Regions from separate parts of the Mus musculus genome. Here region 2 is linked to region 1. A link is a contact called in public Hi-C data. All regions are on one chromosome and are shown on one strand. Each heading gives the region's core, a stretch centred on a gene start, on an enhancer-like site or on the middle of the called end of the contact. The rest is flanking DNA. Distances are from core to core; before and after follow the strand shown.

Region 1 (2,700 bases), core at 56-2,555:
TGGCTAAACCAATGATGTCTCCTATTATGAATAATATTCATGCATTAAATGGAATTGAGGTGTCGACAGAAACACGGAGTAGATTATTGATAACCAAGACTTGTGAGAGGGAAGGATGGGAGATTATTGCTTAATCCACCCAGAAGAGAGTTAGTTTGCTTTACTGAGGAAGGGAGTTCTCCATGTAGCCCAAGGTCCCTGAAAGTTCCTGTCCCCTGCTCTGCCTCATCAGTGCTGTGGTTGTAGGCATGGGCCCCGAGGCCCAGCTTAGGCCCAACTTCTCCTCAGGGATCACTGTATGTATGATATTTAGATGCAGCCAACACACACACACACACACACACACACACACACACACACACACACGTTTATATACACACATGCATACTGTCACCAAATTACAACTTAGCATGCACACTTATACAAAAGATGTTCAAGATTAAGTGAAAATGGAAACTGAGATGAAGACACACGGAATAAATTACGGAAGTGTGTGAGTGAGTGTGTGTGTTTGTGTGTGTGTTTGTGTGTGTGTGTGTGTGTGTGTGTGTGTGTGTGTGCATGAGTGCACAAAGAGGAATCAGATCGCTTTCTTAGCATTGTCAATGGAAGTAGGATTGGCTGAGCAGGCAAGGGAGAAACTCTTGGTCCTTTTATAGTACTAAAAAGAAGAATTGGATTATAAATGATTCTGATTTTTTAAAAATTTATTCATTTAGTGGTGTGTGTGTGTGTGTGTGTGTGTGTGCGCGCGCGCGCGTGCGCGTGTGCGTGTGTTCCTATGAAAAAGATTAAACATGCCAAAACCCACCATCCTTGTCTTTAACAATCTCAGAATCAACTGCGAATTTATATTGGGACAGCATCTCAAAATACTTAGTGTAGAACCACAGTGGAGGGACAACTTCGGGGTGTCAGGAGAGGGGATCCCTGGAAGGGGTGGCATTTCAGCTTTAAATGCCAAAAGGTGGTCACCAGTTGGAGAGGCACAGTTCCCAGAATGAGGCCAGCTTTTCAGATGTCAGCCAGATTCCAGACCCCACAGAATATGGGAAGGTGGTTTCCTTAAAGGTTCTCCTGGTGTTAGGTGAGGGGACAGCTTCTACTCCCTGGTTACATAGGGCAAGCCAGGAGAGCTTTGAAAAATTCTCTCAGGGAGTTCAGTTTTCCCTCTGAGGTCAGGAGATGGATTTTAGCCGTTTTCCTTCCTACTGCCTCTTGTCTTACGGGTGGTGTGTCTTGGAGGCATAGTCTCCGCGGAGCCCCACAGAGCTGTCCGGCAGCGCCCTCTGCTGGCAGAAATCAGAGCGGCCGGCTCTCTCCTTGCAGTGTCCTCCCGGGACACAGGCGTTTGGTCCAGATTAGTTTAAACAGTAGGCCTGGCCATATGTAAGTTTTCATTTACTGAATATTTATATACTCGGAGATAATGTAAAGCTAGAAGAAATCAGAAAAATTATAATAGATCTTTTGTACTATGCCATACTATGCCATGTATATAGCTCATGGTATGGTATATATATATGTGTGTGTGTGTCTGTGTGTGTCTGTGTGTGTCTGTGTGTGTCTGTGTGTGTAGATAGATGATAGATAGATAGATAAAGAGAGAGGGGGAGAGAGAGAATATGTAGTATAGTATTGTGTCTGTGCCTATGTATGTGTGGATACGTACATTATATGGAGGGAAGGAAAAGAGAAAAGGAGAGAGGAAGAAAGGAAGCAGCTGATTCTTCCTTAACATTCTGAATTTAAGATTATTCCCGGCCTGGAGAGATGGCTCAGCGGTTAAGAGCACTGACTGCTCTTCCAGAGGTCTTGAGTTCAAATCCCAGCAACCACATGGTGGCTCAAAACCCATCTGTAATGAGATCTAATGCCCTCTCCTGGTGTGTCTGAAGACAGTATATTCACATATATAAAATCTTTAATAAAAAAAAAAAGATTATCCCCAACTTCTTCTGTATTGCTAATTCCACCAAGTGATTAATCCTTCCGGAAACTTCTCCAAACTGCAAAGCTAAGGTAAGCACTTTTTATCTCCATCTGCCTGTGCCTTTGTGTTCAACCATTTCTACTGAAACAGCACATTTGTTAGTGTGCTGTCTGTCTGTCCTTCCCTGGTGGCCTCTGCCTCTGGGCTTCCAGGGGTCCCAACCATGAGTGGTTTTGGAAAGATGGGAGGATTTTTCTCCTACCAGCTGCCATCAGTGAACAAGCAGATGACTATGAGTCTAAAAACACATCTCATGTGCACACAAGCAGACCTCATACACACACACACACACACATACACACACACACACACACACGTGCACATACACGTTTGTGGGCACATGTCCCTCCACTTAGGCCAGGACTTGACACCGGGGTGAGGTCAGGTTAGTTCACTGCTAGCAGAAAATGAGGTCAGGACGGCCAGTGAGGCCAGAACAAGGTTTTGGACTTTACTCAGCAGGTGGTTCTCTGGACAGACTTTGTGACATCTCCTCATTCTCTGGAGGTGACCTAGGGCTAATGTAAAATGACCCACACAGCCTTCCTCGTCCTGTTCCACCAAAGCCAACTTCTGCCCTCCCTTATTTGCTGGACTTCAACTCAAAGCTTCAATTAAGTAAATATGAAAGGCTGTGAAATCAGAATTCTAAGAGGCAAGAGTACAGCAGGCATAATAATGACCTTAAAGATTCTGTCCTCTAACCC
Region 2 (2,700 bases), core at 153-2,652, 930 kb before region 1:
GAAGGGAGAAGGGCATCTCCAACTTCCAGAGGCCTCTTGTATGGGAGCAGTTGATCTCTGTGGCTTTACAACGATCCCCTAGGGCAGTGATGTGGCCAACTCTGTCTCCTGGCAGGTTCGGGATATGATGAGAGAGCCGCTTGGAGCTGCCAGGCTCGTAGCATTTATACCTACCGTTCATGCTTGACCTCACGGGACAGCAGCCTACTGTCTTTAGGGTCACTGTGGAGATGACATCGTGGGCCCTAAATAGTTCATGTCTGGCCTCACAGGACCTGCTGTCTACCAGCTGTGTGAAGTATCTTGCCTTGTGTTCTGTTGGTCCTCCGGATGTCTTTCATCTGCAGGTCAGGCTTTGTAGAAAAGATCTCTTGACCTAGAGATCGCTCTTCTCCCCAGACATCCTTGATGGATGCCTGTCTGCGCTGCCTGCCTGCCTCTGCCCTTTCTCCCTGGGGCAGAGGGTCCCTGAATGGAGGCTGAGCAACATTAATACTGCTGCACAGATGAGGAACTCAAACTCCTGGACATAAAACTGTGAAGAGTCACAAGAACTCCTGCGTCCAAGATGTTAGTGTTGTTGCTATGGGTGAGAGGGGGCCCTAACAATCTCTCCCACTCACACCCAGCGAGGCTTAGCCACATGCTTTGTGCTTAGCGTTTTTGTTCAGCTTTAAAAGTCTGTAACTCTGGGGTTGGCACTAAACCCTGTATTTGTGAAGATGGGAAGCAGAGGCTTGCAGAAGGGTGGGACTTGACTGGTGGTCACAACAGTCCAGGGCAGAACAGAGACAGAGACCAATGGCTTCTGACTCTCCCCTGGGACTTGTCCCAACACAGAGTTGCCCTGTTGCTTTCTTGTCAGCGTCCTGGAGTGTAGTGAAGCACGATGGGGTCCCTCTGTCTGACATCTACCCTACAGAGACAGAGTAGCCCATGCTGTATATCTGTCAGTGTCCTGGCTACATTGGGCATGTCCCCCATAGGGGGACATGTCTAGTCCTTACAGCAGCTCTTTGAAGGACTGTCTTCCCCTTTTCATTTCCTCTCTAGTATCTCCAAAATATTAGCAAGTGGCTCTTCAGATCCTTTAATGGGAGATGGGAGGGTTGGTCTCATTGGGCAAACTTGAGGTCTACAGGACAGGGGCTTGTCTCTTCCTGTTTCCCACTAGAGTTCCCCAGGGCCTAAGCAAGGGCCCTGGGAGATGTTCATGGCACAGCAGAGCAAGGTTCTGGCCTAGAGCATGTATCACCCAGGCTGCCTAGGTGGGTCTCCACCTGCAGTCCTGTCTCCTTTATCTCGTGGCAAGGACCGCTGCTATGTTCCAGATTCTCCAGGGAAGGCTGTGCACAGCTCTTCACAGATGAGGGTGCAGGGGTTTGTTGGCTTGTGTGAGGATGGCAGGATAGACTTTGCCTCCCTGTGCAGAGTCCAGGGCCAGGGCCCAGAGGAGAGCAACATCTGGGCTGTATTTGCCCCGCTGGTTACATAAACTAGAGCTCAGGAGAAGCCTCTTGGCATTTTGTGAGCCATTGTATAATCACCTCTGAGAGCCAAAGGGTGATTTGGGGGCCCCTTGCGGTGTTTATTTAAACCCCAGGCAGGGTGGGTTGGAGCAGATCAGCCTAGCTAGAGGGCGGGGTAGGGGTGGGAGTAATGATCTCTGGGAGAGTTCCCTGGGGAACAAAGGGGGCCTGGAGCAACTTAATATTTTCCTCTTGGTGCAAACATTGGAACACTCTGTCCTGCCTTGGCTGGGACTAAGCCCAGGATGCACCTGGGCCGGGTTTAATCCTCGAATTGGTCTCTACAAAAGAAAGGGGTGGGCAAGAAGGGCCCCAGGGTTGGGTAGGGGAGGCGAGACCAGGACGGAGCCAGAGTGCAGATCAAGTGGCTGCCCCTTTAAAGTTTCATGCAGGGCCGGTAATGCTACCCAGCTGCTCCCCAACCCCCAGCCTAGAAGGTGGGCAGGTCCTCACCCCTCTCACTTCACCCCTATTTCTTTCTCTGGAGGCCCGTGGAAGGGAGACAGGCAGGAGGACAGGCCACCCAGATGAAGAGCCTTCTGTCTCCTGAGTGGCTACCTAGCAGGGGAGGGGGCCACTTAGAGGTTCTCAGTTTATAACCCTCTGGTTCTCATGCTAATACCACCCAGCACGTGATTGCAAACCTTGAGTGTGCCTATACGGACCCATGTGACCCTTAGATATGACAGCATGCATAGCGTCAGACATAAGTAGCGGCTTATGTTGTAATTTCACAGAAGGAACTGAGGGGAAGGGGTGAGTGGCTTGGGTCGCAGCAAAGCCCCTTCTGGATTCTGCCTACTTCCCAGCAGCCCTCTGGGGGCAGGCGACAGAGATAGAAGCACTGAGCAGGCCTCCGTCTAATTCTGCCCTGTTTTGTGCTAGTTTTGGTGGCGAGGCACTTGTTCTCTCTGGGCCTCCGTTTCTTTTCCTGTACAATGGGGTAACAAGCCAGCCACCTTTCACAGTTAAAAGAGGGAGAGCAGAGAGGCGATCTGGCTATGTTAGTGGGAAGTAAGGCATGGGTAAGAAAACAGAGGCTTAGTTAGGATGGTGGATGTCTCACAAGCATCTTTGGGAGTCTGGACACTGGATCTCAAGTAGAAAGGAAGATGTTACTTACTGCATTGAGAACCAGCTAAGGTAGAGGGCAGTCAGCCAAGGATCCTGG

The links. Hi-C and Micro-C count contacts between places; a contact is called where the count stands out from the background.
Region 2: a contact with region 1 is called in a Hi-C map of liver, with 5 times the contacts expected there. The contact joins two enhancer-like sites. A contact is called at or near these places in 1 of 484 Hi-C or Micro-C datasets (liver) and 1 of 115 datasets of contacts at active chromatin or transcription factors (pancreatic cancer cells).

Annotation. Positions count from the first base shown.
Region 1 is chr7:97,423,621-97,426,320 of GRCm38.p6, reverse strand. No RefSeq gene overlaps it. Among named protein-coding and RNA genes, the nearest start is that of Gm32945, 6.3 kb to the right of the region's middle. Within about 2 kb of position 1,305, at least 67 of the 459 cell types and tissues checked have an H3K27ac peak or open chromatin away from gene starts, as enhancers often do. A contact at or near this core is called in liver, where this site is marked.
Region 2 is chr7:98,353,808-98,356,507 of GRCm38.p6, reverse strand. All of the region lies in intron 1 of Tsku (tsukushi, small leucine rich proteoglycan), which reads left to right. Among named protein-coding and RNA genes, the nearest start is that of Tsku, 6.1 kb to the left of the region's middle. Within about 2 kb of position 1,402, at least 55 of the 459 cell types and tissues checked have an H3K27ac peak or open chromatin away from gene starts, as enhancers often do. A contact at or near this core is called in liver, where this site is marked.